2 separate regions of the Sus scrofa genome follow, and region 2 is linked to region 1. The links are chromatin contacts, called in public targeted proximity ligation maps. All regions are on one chromosome and are shown on one strand. The core of a region is the stretch at or near the end of the contact, and the rest is flanking DNA. Distances in the headings are between cores, read along the strand shown.

The links.
Region 2: a targeted proximity ligation map of skeletal muscle shows a contact between it and region 1. A contact is called at or near these places in 11 of 47 Hi-C or Micro-C datasets (alveolar macrophages, blood, embryonic fibroblasts and 6 more) and 2 of 2 datasets of targeted methods (alveolar macrophages and skeletal muscle).

Annotation. Positions count from the first base shown.
Region 1 is chr3:31,507,181-31,513,010 of Sscrofa11.1, forward strand. The region is part of intron 1 of LITAF (lipopolysaccharide-induced tumor necrosis factor-alpha factor); the gene reads left to right. Among named protein-coding and RNA genes, the nearest start is that of LITAF, 27 kb to the left of the region's middle.
Region 2 is chr3:31,544,942-31,550,942 of Sscrofa11.1, forward strand. The region is part of intron 1 of LITAF (lipopolysaccharide-induced tumor necrosis factor-alpha factor); the gene reads left to right. Among named protein-coding and RNA genes, the nearest start is that of LITAF, 65 kb to the left of the region's middle.

The DNA of each region.
Region 1 (5,830 bases), core at 1,206-3,705:
CTCAGCGGTAAAAGACCCAACTAGTATCCATGACTCGGGTTCGATTCCCTAGCCTTGCTCAGTGGGTCAAGGATCCGGCATTGCTGTGAGCTGTGGTGTAAGGAGGTGGCTATAGCTCTGATTCTCCCCCTAGACTGGTGACTTCCATATGCTGCAGGTGCAGCCAAGGAAAGAAAGAAAAAAAAAAAAAGGATAAGACAAAGGAGTCTGGACTGGGGGTGGTACGTGAAAATGTAACTGGGAAACTAAAAATGAATTTAGCAAATTTTGTTTGGATTTCTCGGCCTCCGGTTCCCATCCCTGATGATAAGAAGGTGTCCCTTCCTCCTGCTCTGGAGAGTTTTCTTCACCTGTTTCAGGGAGGAAGGCTGAGAGCGCAAGGTCAAGGTGACCTTCCTGCTTCTGCTTGAGGTATTCAGCACGCTGAGGTACAATATTTGGGGGTAGGGTGTCCTGAACCCCATTATCAGGAAGCCCCCCAGGAGAAAGGCAGGGAACAGATTGTCCCTCAGAGGCTCCAGAAGGGACCAGCTCTGCCCACACCTCGAGTGGGGACTCCTGGTCTCCAGGAGGCGAGTGTCAATTTCTGGTTTTTGTAAAAGCTGCTCAGTTTGTGCTCATTGCTCTGGCCACCCCAGGAGAGAAAAAGGAGCATGAAAGACGGCGATCCCCACATCCCAAAAAGCAGCTCTGGAAGTTCCTGTTGTGGCTCGGTGGTTAACAAATCTGACTGGGAACCATGAGGTTGAGGGTTCAATCCCTGACCTTGCTCGCAGGTTGGGGATCTGGCGTTGCCATGAGCTGTGGTGTGGGTCATGGACATGGCTCAGCTCCCGCGTTGCTGTGGCTGTGGCTCTGGTGCAGGCCGGTGGCTACAGCTCCGATTCGACCCCTAACCTGGGAACCTCCATATGCTGTGGGAGCGGCCCCAAAAAGACAAAAACAAAAAACCAGCAAAGCAGCTCAGTCGGTCCCCTCTCTCCAGAGGCCACTTAGAACCTCGGCCTCCCATGCCCAGATCCGGGTTCGACCCCTGACCCTTGGGACCTGGAGTGTCTTTTTACCTATCTGTACAAAGGGCTTGACGGCACACCGGGCTTCCCAGTGGAATGAGTGAAAGCGGCAAGTGAATGTGTGGATCCCAGGGCCCGGCAGGGAGCAAAGGGACCCTGCAGAGCAGTGATGCTCATCTCTGTTCCTCGCCTCCCATCTTAGAGATGAGGAAACTGAGGTTTAGCAAGTGAAGTGGCTTTGCGCAGTCATCTGGCAGCACGTGGCAGGGCGCAGCCGGCTCTCTGAGTCCAGGTGCTGGTTGCCAGGAAGCTTTCCGTGCAGTTGTTTCTCTCACCCCCACCCCACACCCCATGCCCCGGGTCCACCACCTTCTGAGCCTGCCCATGTGCCACACCTTCCCTCTAGCTGCCACCACGTGACAGCACCCTTCTTGTTCCTTCCTGCAAGGACTCCTACCTTCAGCCAGTGCCGCTTCCTCCTGGAAGCCTTCCCTGACTGCCCTCTCCCTCTGAAGGCTCTCCCAGGAGCATGGGCTGAATCAGCAGGGTCCCTGCCCTCCAGGAGCTGGTAGTTGGAGGGGAGAATGTTAATCTGCCTTCCCTGGGGGCAGGTCTGAAGAGGCAGAACAATAGGATCTGACACCTTGTGACCAAATTAGCCAGAACAAAGCAGCCCCTGGGACCTGCATCTGGCCACACAGCATGTCCTCCCAGGTGACACAAGAGCTCTAGCCTCTTACCCAGGTGAATATCCTTCCTCTCTCCACCCCTCGAGGATCAGAAGTGGAAACAAAAACTAGAGTTGATGGAGTTTCCCTGGTGGCTTTGCCAGTTAAGGGTCCGGCGTTGTCACTGCTGTGGACTGGTTGGATTCCTGGCCTGGGAACTTCTGCATGCTGTAGGCATGTTCTGGATGTTGTAGAAAAACAACAACATAAAAAACAAGAGTCAAGAACCCAGTTGAGGAGTTCCCGTGTGGCTCAGAAGGTTAAGAATTTGACTTGTGTCCATGAGGTTGTGAGTCTGATCCCTGACCTCACTCAGTGGGATAAGGATCCAGCATTGCTGTGAGCTGTGGCACAGGTCACAGATGTGGCTTAGATCCAGTGTTGCTGAGGCTGTGGTGTAGGCTGGCAGCTGCAGCTCCGATTCGACCCCTGGCTGGGGAACTTCCACATGCTGCGGGTGTGGCTGTAAAAAAAAAAGAAAGAAAAAGAACCCAGTTGGCTGGTCCCACAGGGAACAGCTTTTGCAGGGACCAAGTCCCCCTGCACCTTTGCGGGGAACAGGAGTCTGGGGTAATGAATGGGAAGGGGACCCACAGGTCTCCAGGAGCCACAGGGAGACTCCCAGTTGGTACCCAGTCACCTCTAGTCTAGAGGGGAATTGCTCCCAGGGAGAGCTGACTCATCAGAGTGAGGCATGGCACTTTAGCTCCTCCCGGGGGCTCAGCCAGACAGAGACGTGCGGAGCAGGGATGGGGAGTTGGTGACCAGTTCTGCTCTGGGTGGGAGGGTAGTGGGGGCTGAGGAGACCCTCCTGCCATCTGCCAGGGCTCTTCTGGGCTCCAGGTCCAGGTCCTGCCTGGGCCTGGGGTGACTTTCTGCCCAGGTTTCCTGTGCATGTGAGTGTCCTGCCAGCTGCACTGGCTCCACTGCCCGCTGGTCACATGCAGTTGGCCCTATCCCAGGTGGCCCCAGGAGAGGTCAGCCAGCCTTTCCCATAGAAACCATTGTGTGTGTGTGGCGGGGAGGGGGGTGGGGGGGTTGCATAAGGCCCTACCTTCCTCATTCTCTACCTGCCTTCCAGAAAGCCCTAAGGGACAGCGGGGGAGGGGCCTCCCCACCAACCAAACCCTGCCCCTCCAGGCCGACCCCCCGGGCAACCCCATCTCAGATGCATAAGAGGGCCCTGGAGCCCGAGGCCACCCCAGCTGCCAGGAGTCAGTGTCACTGGCCCTGGAAACGACCCAGTCCGACTTACTGGGCAGGCCTTGTGCAAGATTTGTTCCTTTGGTTTCAGTGAGGCTGTGTCTCCATCCTCCCCATGGACACGTGGCCGGCCGCTGTTACAGGCAGAGGATCCTCTTAGCGGGGCGATTTCAGAGCCCCCAGGGGAGGCCACGGCGGTGACATGCGTGTTGCGGGGGAAGGGCTCTGACACCGCCCAGCCTGCCTGGTGCTCAGCAGCCAAAAGGCTTGGGGGGGAACTTGCTCCTAATTACCTGCTGGTTTAACAGCTATTTCTAGGCAGTGGTGGGTGGCAGAGTCTTTATAGGCATGCCCTCTGGGGGTTGGATGGCTAGATTTAACAAAAATAGAGATGCTTAGGAGTGCCTGTTGTAGCTTAGCGGGTTAAGAATGTGACATAGTGTCCTGAGGATGTGGGTTTGATCCCTGGCCTCGCTCAGTGGATTAAGGATCCAGCATTGCCACAAGCTGTGGCAAAACCCACAGTTGTGGATTGGATCTGGCATTGCTGTGACTGTGGTGTAGACAGGCAGCTGCAGCTCTGATTTGACCCCTCATCCAGTGTGCCGACCAAAAAAACACACAAACCGGAGAGGCCTAGTTAAATTTGATTGTCAGAGGAGTTCCCACTGTGGTACAGGAGGCTAAAGTTCTGGCCTTGCTGCAGCTATGGCATAGGTTGCAGCTGCGGCTGGGATTTGATCCATGGCCTAGGGACTTCCATATGCCGTGGGAGCAGCCAAAAAATTTTTGTGATTGTCAGAGAAACAACAGATGATTTTTTTAGTATAAGTATATCCCATGCAATGTTTGAGGGCATACTGATGCTAAAAAATCATTCATTGTTTAGCTGACCTTGAACTGAGTGTCCTCCGTTTTTTCTGACAACCACATCTGGTGGGGGAGGGGAGATTGACCCTATCTCGATTTTTTTTCCTCTCCTTCCTCCTTAGATTAGTTACCTGTGTTGGGGAGTCAAAGTATTTCATTTGTGACCACCGATTTCTGGCCACCGATTCGCATCCCCCCAGCTCCATCCAAGAATGAGACCTTGGCCACAGGAGCTAGCTGGTCCTCCTTCTGGTCCAGCATGGGCCACCTGGAATGGGGGTGCCCAGCGTGACTCCATGTTGGCATGGAGAACCCTCTGCCGTTGTGCAGTGAGCAGCCAGCACAACCCTCTACAGTGACCCTGTTCCCACATCTAGATTTTGATGACCAGGAGATTTCTTTCTCTGATTCCTCCTCAAACTGGGCAGCCCAAGGACCTCATTCCATCCCCTCCCCCACCCCCTAGCTCCTTAGATCCAAGGAAAACTCAAACAGTCTGGGAAGGCGCTGCAGCCGTGTTTAAAGATGGTTGTGTGCCCAGGCTGTGCACAGAAGGGCTTTTGATCCTTGGCACCCATCTGACATCTGCTGGAGGACACTCCCTTCCTGCTGCCCAGCGTGCAGCCTGGGGTGCAAGGGGCCGGATTAAAGGCTTCCTGCCTGCCCCCCCCCCGCGCCACATCCTCTCCCGCCCCTCGCTCTGGCCAACCCCCCAAACCTAAGCATAATTTTAGAAACTTAATAGATGCTGCACTGCTCATTCTTGGCCTGGAGCCTGTGGGGGCAGGTCCTGGAAGAATAGAGACATTTCTTTCTCAGCCCACGTTGCTAGAGACCCCTGTCCCCCAACCTCCCAAGGGTTTCTGAGGAGCCATTGTGCACGCGTGAGCCCCCCTCCCCACTTGCTTCTTTGTGGGGTCCCCCCACCCCATCCACCCAGGCTGGATTATTTTGCAGGGTCAGTGCCAGCTTCTCTTTGTCTTTTCTGAGGTCCTCAAAGCCACCAGGAGCCGTAAGGACTGGAGGGGGTGGAGCATGGGTTCGAGGGCCCCAGGTGGTTGTGGCCGTGAGGACCTCGTGGCAGATGTCTTGAAACTGTAAATGACAGATGGGGGCCTCTGGGCCTAGGGAAAGAAGGCCCGCCTGATTCTAGGACAATGGTGAGGGTTTTTGTTTTCTTCCCAGGGCAAGAAAGCCTGCGCAGGCTTTTTAGATGTTAAGGGATTGACCCATTCCTGGAATGGATGCTCTGAAGCCTTCTGGGGTGTGAGGGAGCAAACACATCCCAAGTCCCACATCCAGTGACTGACATCTATGGCGCCCTCAAATGGTGGGTGCTGGGCTACGGGCTTTATCTCCTTCACTCCCCTTCAACTTTAGCAGATGAAGGGTCAGCAATGTACCCATTTTACAGATCAGGACACTGAGGCCCTGGGAGAGGACGTGACTTGCCCATAGTCATCAGGCGCTGAAGCCTGAATCCTCTGCCTTGGAGTAACCCTCAGTTCACCTTTTTTTTTTTTTTCTTTTTAGAGCTGCATCCGTGGCATGTGGAAGTTCCCAGGCTAGGGTTGCACCTGCAACCTTGCTGCAGCTTGTGGCAATGCCGGATCCTTAGTCCACTGAGCCAGGCCAGGGATCTAACCTGCATCCTCTTGGATACTAGTTGAGTTCTTAACATGCTGAGCCACTGTAGGAACTCCTCCCCATTCTGTCTTTATTTTATTTTCAGATTTATTGAGACATCATTCACATACCGTACAATTTACCCACTTCAAGCGTATAGGTCAATGGCTTTTAGTACATAAAGCGCTGTGCAATTGGGAGCTCCCACTGGGGCTCAGCGGAAACGAATCTGACTAGTATGTATGAGAACATGGGTTTGATCCCTGGCCTCCATCCGTGGGTTAAGGATCCAGTGTTGCTGTGAGTTGTAGCGTAGGTCACAGATGTGGCTCGGATCCCACATTGGTGTGGCTGTGGTGTAGGCCAGCAGCTATAGCTCCGATTCGACCC
Region 2 (6,001 bases), core at 1,625-4,124, 38 kb after region 1:
GGGGACACAGAAAGGCTTTTGCACCCAGAAGCCCCACAGGGCCGTGCTCGGTTTCAAAAGAACCGGTCTTAGAGGATAAAGTTGATGGTGCAAAGCTGCTTTCTCATCTCTCTGAAGGCTTTGCCCTTTTATGTGTTGATCTGATACCTAAGTTTAGGAAACAGTTCTATACGCAGCAGGAGGATGTATTTTTAGAAGAGTTTTATCACCTACCTACCTGCGGTTAAAACCACTATGACAGGTTTCATCTATATCTTAAGGGAGGGGGGTACAGATTTGGGGCCGGGTGTCACTGCATTCAGTGGGGAGGAGGATTGGAGCTGCACTAAACTTTAAGGTCTGTGTGCTTAAAGGTGGGGTTATCCATCCATCCATCCTCAATGAGAAATAATAGAAACCCTGGCCATCACCCCTGCCTCCACTTAATCTTTCCCATTTAGGCAAAGTACACGTTAGGAAAAAAAAAAAATCCTTTTTTAAAAAAGTAAACCTACAAAAAAAGTGTTTTGTTTTGTAAAACTGAACTTGAGTGCTTTGGGGGGAGGCTTCCCTGTTCCAGTTCATCTTCCAGTTTAATTTTACTTACGTATTTTTGTGGCTGCGCCCATGGCAGATGGCAGTTCCCAGGCCAGGGAACTGAATCTGAGCTGTGGCTGTGACCTAACACGTTCAGCTGCGGCCATGCCCAATCCTTGAACCCACCGCGCCAGGCCGGGGGTCAAACCCGCACCTCCACATGACCCGAGCTATTGCAGTCGGATTCTTAACCCACTGCACCACAGGGAAAACTCCGTAGAGTTTAATTTCAGATTTGCAGGAAAGGGGCAGCTAGTGCCCAGCTCCTGCCTACCCCTAACCCAACTTTCCCCTCTCTTTGCATCGTCACCGTCACCGCAGGACGTTTGTCAGTCTAGGAAACTGACATGGGTACCTCACCATTCACCTCACTCCAGACTTTCTTTGGCGTTTGCCAGTGTTTCCCCAATGTCCCTTCTTCTGTTCCGAAGTCCCATCCAGGGTATCCCACTGCGCTTAACCACCCCATCCCCAGTCCCCTGTGGTCTCCTGCAGTGTCTTAGGCTTTACCTGTTTCTTGTGATTGTCTCTGGGGAGGACTGGGCCGAGATTTCTGTCACATTGGGTTTGTTTGATATTTTTCTCATGATTTCCCTGGAGTTAGGGGTTTTGGGGGAAGAGCACCACAGAGACGAAGGGCTCGTCACAGCATGTGACACCCGCGTGACATCATAATAATGTTAGCCTTTGTTGCTATGTTAAGGTAGCATTTGCCAGGTTTCTCCTTTGTATTGTTACTCTTTTTCTCCTTCCCTAGGGTATTCTTTTAAAGCAAGGTGCTCGGGAGTTTCTGCTGTGGCTCAGCAGTAACGAACCCGACTCATATCCATGAGGACGCTGGGTTCCATCTCTGGCCTCACGCAGGGGGTTAAGGATCCTGCGTTGCCAGTGAGCTGCGGTGTGGGTCCCAGACACAGCTCAGATCCCGTGTTGCTGTGGCTGTGGCATAGGCTGGCAGCGGCAGCTCCAGTTCGACCCCTCGCCTGGGAACTTCCATATGCTGCAGTGGCCCTAAAAAGCAAAAAATAAATACATATAAGCCAGAGGCGAAATTCGGCCCACGCCCAAGAGCGGGAGGGGTGAGATTAAGCTCCACTTCCTGGAGGGAGGGGCCTCTACACATCATTTGGAACTCTTCTGGAAGAAAGATCTGTCTTCATTTAAAAAACACACTTTTCCAATTATAGGATAATAAGTCCTTGGCATGTAAAATACAGCATAATAAAGATAATGAACACTGCTGTACAATATAAATGAAAGTTAGCAAGAGAGTAAATCCTAAGAGGTCTCATCGCAAGGAAAGGATTTTGTTTCCGATTTTCTTTTGATGTTTCCGATTTCTTATAGTGTCGTGTCTGTATGAGAGGTTGGCTCTTCCCTACACCTGTTGTGGTCATCACTTTATGATGCTTGTAAAGGAAAGCATTTTGTTGTACACCTTACGTTTCTACAGTGCTGTATGTCTATTATACCTCAAACCGAAAAAAATAAACTACTCCCCCAAAATACATGTTTCTACAGAGCTTGCACTAAGCTGAAGCGTAGGCTTGCAGACCTGGCTTGGATCGGGCGTTGCTGTGGCTGGGACATAGGCAGGCAGCTGTATCTCTGATTCGACCCCTACCTGGCCTGGGAACTTCCACTCGCGGCAGGTGTGGCCCTCCAAACAAACAAATCAACCAAAAAAAGAACAAAATAAAGAGTTTGCACGAGAGCTGTTCCCATCATACACGGGATAGAGGTGCCAAATACACTCTTGGAGTCCCCGCTGGACCAGGACGCATTGCATTGGTGTCTTAAAGCTCTGTGGGAATCCAGGAAGCATGAACACAGCCCTCCCCGGGAAGGGTGTAATGCGGTCCAGTGAGGGGAACAGAATCTCATTTGCAGACAGGAAGCAATTAGGACGCACGAGGAAGGCGCATGTCCTCGAGGGCTGGGCTGGGGATGGGCCAGGGGAAGCGGATCAGGCGGTAAAAAAGACGGCTGTAAAAGACGACAGAGGGTCACCCGTTCACCAGCCCGTTCCCACCTTCAGGCTTGCTAAAGGCAGGACGGGTTCTGTCATTTTCAAAGGCGGTTCTGTCATTTTTAAAGGCCTGACAGTCATAATGCCCCCCCTCCACCCCGTCATCTGGAATATAGCCAGGATTGAGGAAATAAGCAAGTACCCGTCTCCCCAGTAAACCAGATATTTATCAAGGCAAATGCGGAAGCTTGTTTACTTTCCTCCTGGGAGGCACCCAAGGAAACTAGTAACTCTTTTGTGACACAGAGTTCTTACACCCTGCGTTCAGGCTTCCTGGTCCTTGGAGGCTTGGAAGCAGGGGAGAGGAGTTGGGTGGGGAGTTGGGTGGGAGTGGCAGGACCGCAAGATGCTGACACAAGCATTTTCTTTTTTTTTTCTTCTTCTTTTCTGCTTCTGCTTTTTTTTTTTTTTTTTAAACTGAGACTTTAAGGAGGCAGAGAGAAATAGGGGATCATTTGAGAAAATGGTTAAGAGACTTTTGGGAGAGGGATATTGAAAAGGGGCCTTGATCAGAATAAAGAAACACCAGAAGTTGTGAGACTGGAGTTTTCGTTGTGTTGAGAGACGTGATCCGGAGTGCGGACCCCTTCTCTGCCCTTTGATGTGTGTTTATACTGTTGCGGCGTTGTTGGGTGGCTTTGGCTGTGGTTGGTTTCTCCTGGTATTCTAGGTTTGGAGGCTTATTTTTAGCGTCTGAATTTTCCTTGGCAGGAGTCGCTTTTGGTTTGTTGGGTAATGAAACAGAACATATTGGGGGCGGCGGGGGGGAATCCCTCCCTGAAAGGTCCAGCCTCTTTTTTTTTTTTTTTTTTGGTCGTTTTGCCTTTTCTTGGGCCGCTCCCACAGCATATGGAGGTTCCCAGGCTAGGGGTCAAATCGGAGCTACAGCCGCCGGCCTATGCCAGAGCCACAGCAACGCGGGGTCGGAGATGCGTCTGCGACCTACACCACAGCTCATGGCAACGCCGGATCGTTAACCCACTGAGCAAGGCCAGGGATCAAACCCGCAACCTTATGGTTCCTAGTCGGATTTGTTAACCACTGCGCCAAGACCTGAAGGCCTCCTGAAAGGTCCAGCCTCCAGATGGTGCAAAGGCTCCCGTAACCCCGCCCCCCTCCTGGCCAATCACTGCTCACCTCCCCGCAGGACACAGGTGTGCCTGCCTCTGTGTCTCTGGCCACGTTGTTCTGCCCTCTTCCTGTTCTGCCCTTTTCTGTGTCCTTCACTGTCTTAGACCCTCTGCTTGCCTTGGAGTCTGGGCTGTTTCCCGCCGTGGTTAACTGTACCTCCCCCAATGGTTCCTTAAGGCCAGCAAGGGAAGGTCCCTGCCTCCCCGGTCCTGCATTCACCGTCAGCCTGCAGAACCTCCAGCATGGAAAATGGATCGTAGTACAAAATGCCAAGGGAAGAATTTTACTTGGGCAAATAGGACGTTGTTAGCAGACGTCTGGGGATGATACAGTGCAAACAGTGGAGCACATCTTCTCACCAGAGACACGTGATCAGTGGCGTTCATCTGCCTGCAAATCCGCAGGGAGGGGCGGAGGGCCAGTTGCTGGGAAGGGAGGGGACGTGAGACCCAGTACATGGGACAAAGGGATGACGACATCATTTCACCTGTGTTAGCCTCAGGCATACAGGTGAGAGGACTTTTGAGAGACCAACCTGGGGAGGGCACATGCGGGTTTGCCGAAGAGGCTCTTTTTTTCCCTCCCGTTAAAAAAAAAGAGAGAGGTTTGGGAGTTCCGCCGTGGCATATTGGGTTAAGAATCCAGCGTTGTCACAGCTGTGGTGTCAGTCGCAGCTGTGGCTTGGATTCAGTCCCTGACCCAGGAACTTCCATATGCCTCGGATGCAGCCATAACATTAAAAAAAAGAGAGAGAGGTTTGAAACAATGCCATTTGCAGCAACGTGGGTGGACCTAGAGATTTTCATATCAAGTGAAATAAGTTAGAGAAAGATAACTTTCACCCGATATCACATATCTGAAATCTTTAAAAATGGTATAAATGAACTTACATACAAAACAAAAATAGACTCAGATATAGAAAAGAAACTTATGGTTACCAAAGCCAGGGGGATCAGTAGGAATTTGGGATGAATAGATAAACAATAAGGATCTACTGTATAGCACAGGGAACTATATTCAATGTCTTAAAAGAATGTATATATATCACTGAATCACTTTGCTGTATGCCTGAGGCTAACACAACATTGTAAATTAAATACACTTCCGTTTTTTTTTGTTTTAAAAATTTTTAAATAAAAAATGTAATGTTTTAAATTTTATGTAATCAAAATTTTTCATATAACCCATTATAATGAATCAATTATAAAACTATAGGGTGTTCCCTCCTGACTCAGTGGATTAAGGATCTGGCATTATCACTGCTGTGGCTCTTTACAGCCATGGCACAGGTTGGATTCCCGCCCGGGAACTTCTGCATGCTGAGGGTGCGGCAGAAAAAACAAAAACAAAGCAAAACAAACAAAAAAACCCCCCAAAGGTTATAAAACTATAAATATATTGGGTTATACATGTATTTATTTAATTTTTTCTTGTTTCATTTTTTGATTATGTAATTTGCTATGGCTCAGTGTACCAAAGACCGATAAAGAGCATGGGTGAAAATCGTTTGTCCGGATGCGTGTAGACGTCTGACCGAATCAATGTGTTGTGCAGCAGAAGTGATCAGAACATTATAAATCAACCATTCCTCAGTAAGACTTTAAAAAAATGAAAAAAAAAAAGAGAAAACGAAAAGCATTCATCTGGCTGCATGCCCCAGGCCACCTCCCTCCTCAGCTCACAGGCAGCCCCTGTTACCCAGCCCCTGTTACCAGTTTCTTGTGTATCCGTTTGGAACCATTTTATGCATATTTTATGGGGAAATATCTACTTCCTTGTACGCAGATGATGGCCTTCGATAAACACCACTTGGGCTTTTTCCAGGCAGTGCTCGATCTCGGGGGTGACTGCATTTCCGCACATGAACTTCCTAGTTCTGTCTCGATGGCTCCATCCCATTCCCTCTTGTGGCTGGGCTGTGACTGGTCTACGCAGTCCTCTGCCGACAGGCGGTGAGATGGTTTCTCGCAACACTGAGTCCCCTGTGTGCTCATCATTTTGTCGCTGTGTCCACACATGGGGTCATCTCTGCTGCAGGTCCCTGCACGTCGAATTTTAATAGATGCTTCCATTGTGTGAGCCCCAGGGTGCCTTCCCAGCAGCCCTGGGGGAGAGGTCAGCCAGCTCTGTGGATGGTCTGACCTGTTGCTCTTTGCCAGGGTGGAAATAGCAAATCTAATGACGGATGGACAAGGTCTTTTTATCTGTTGTGGCGGTGGGACGGGTTGGGGGGGGAGTTGCTTTTTTTTTTCCCCCTAGGGCTGC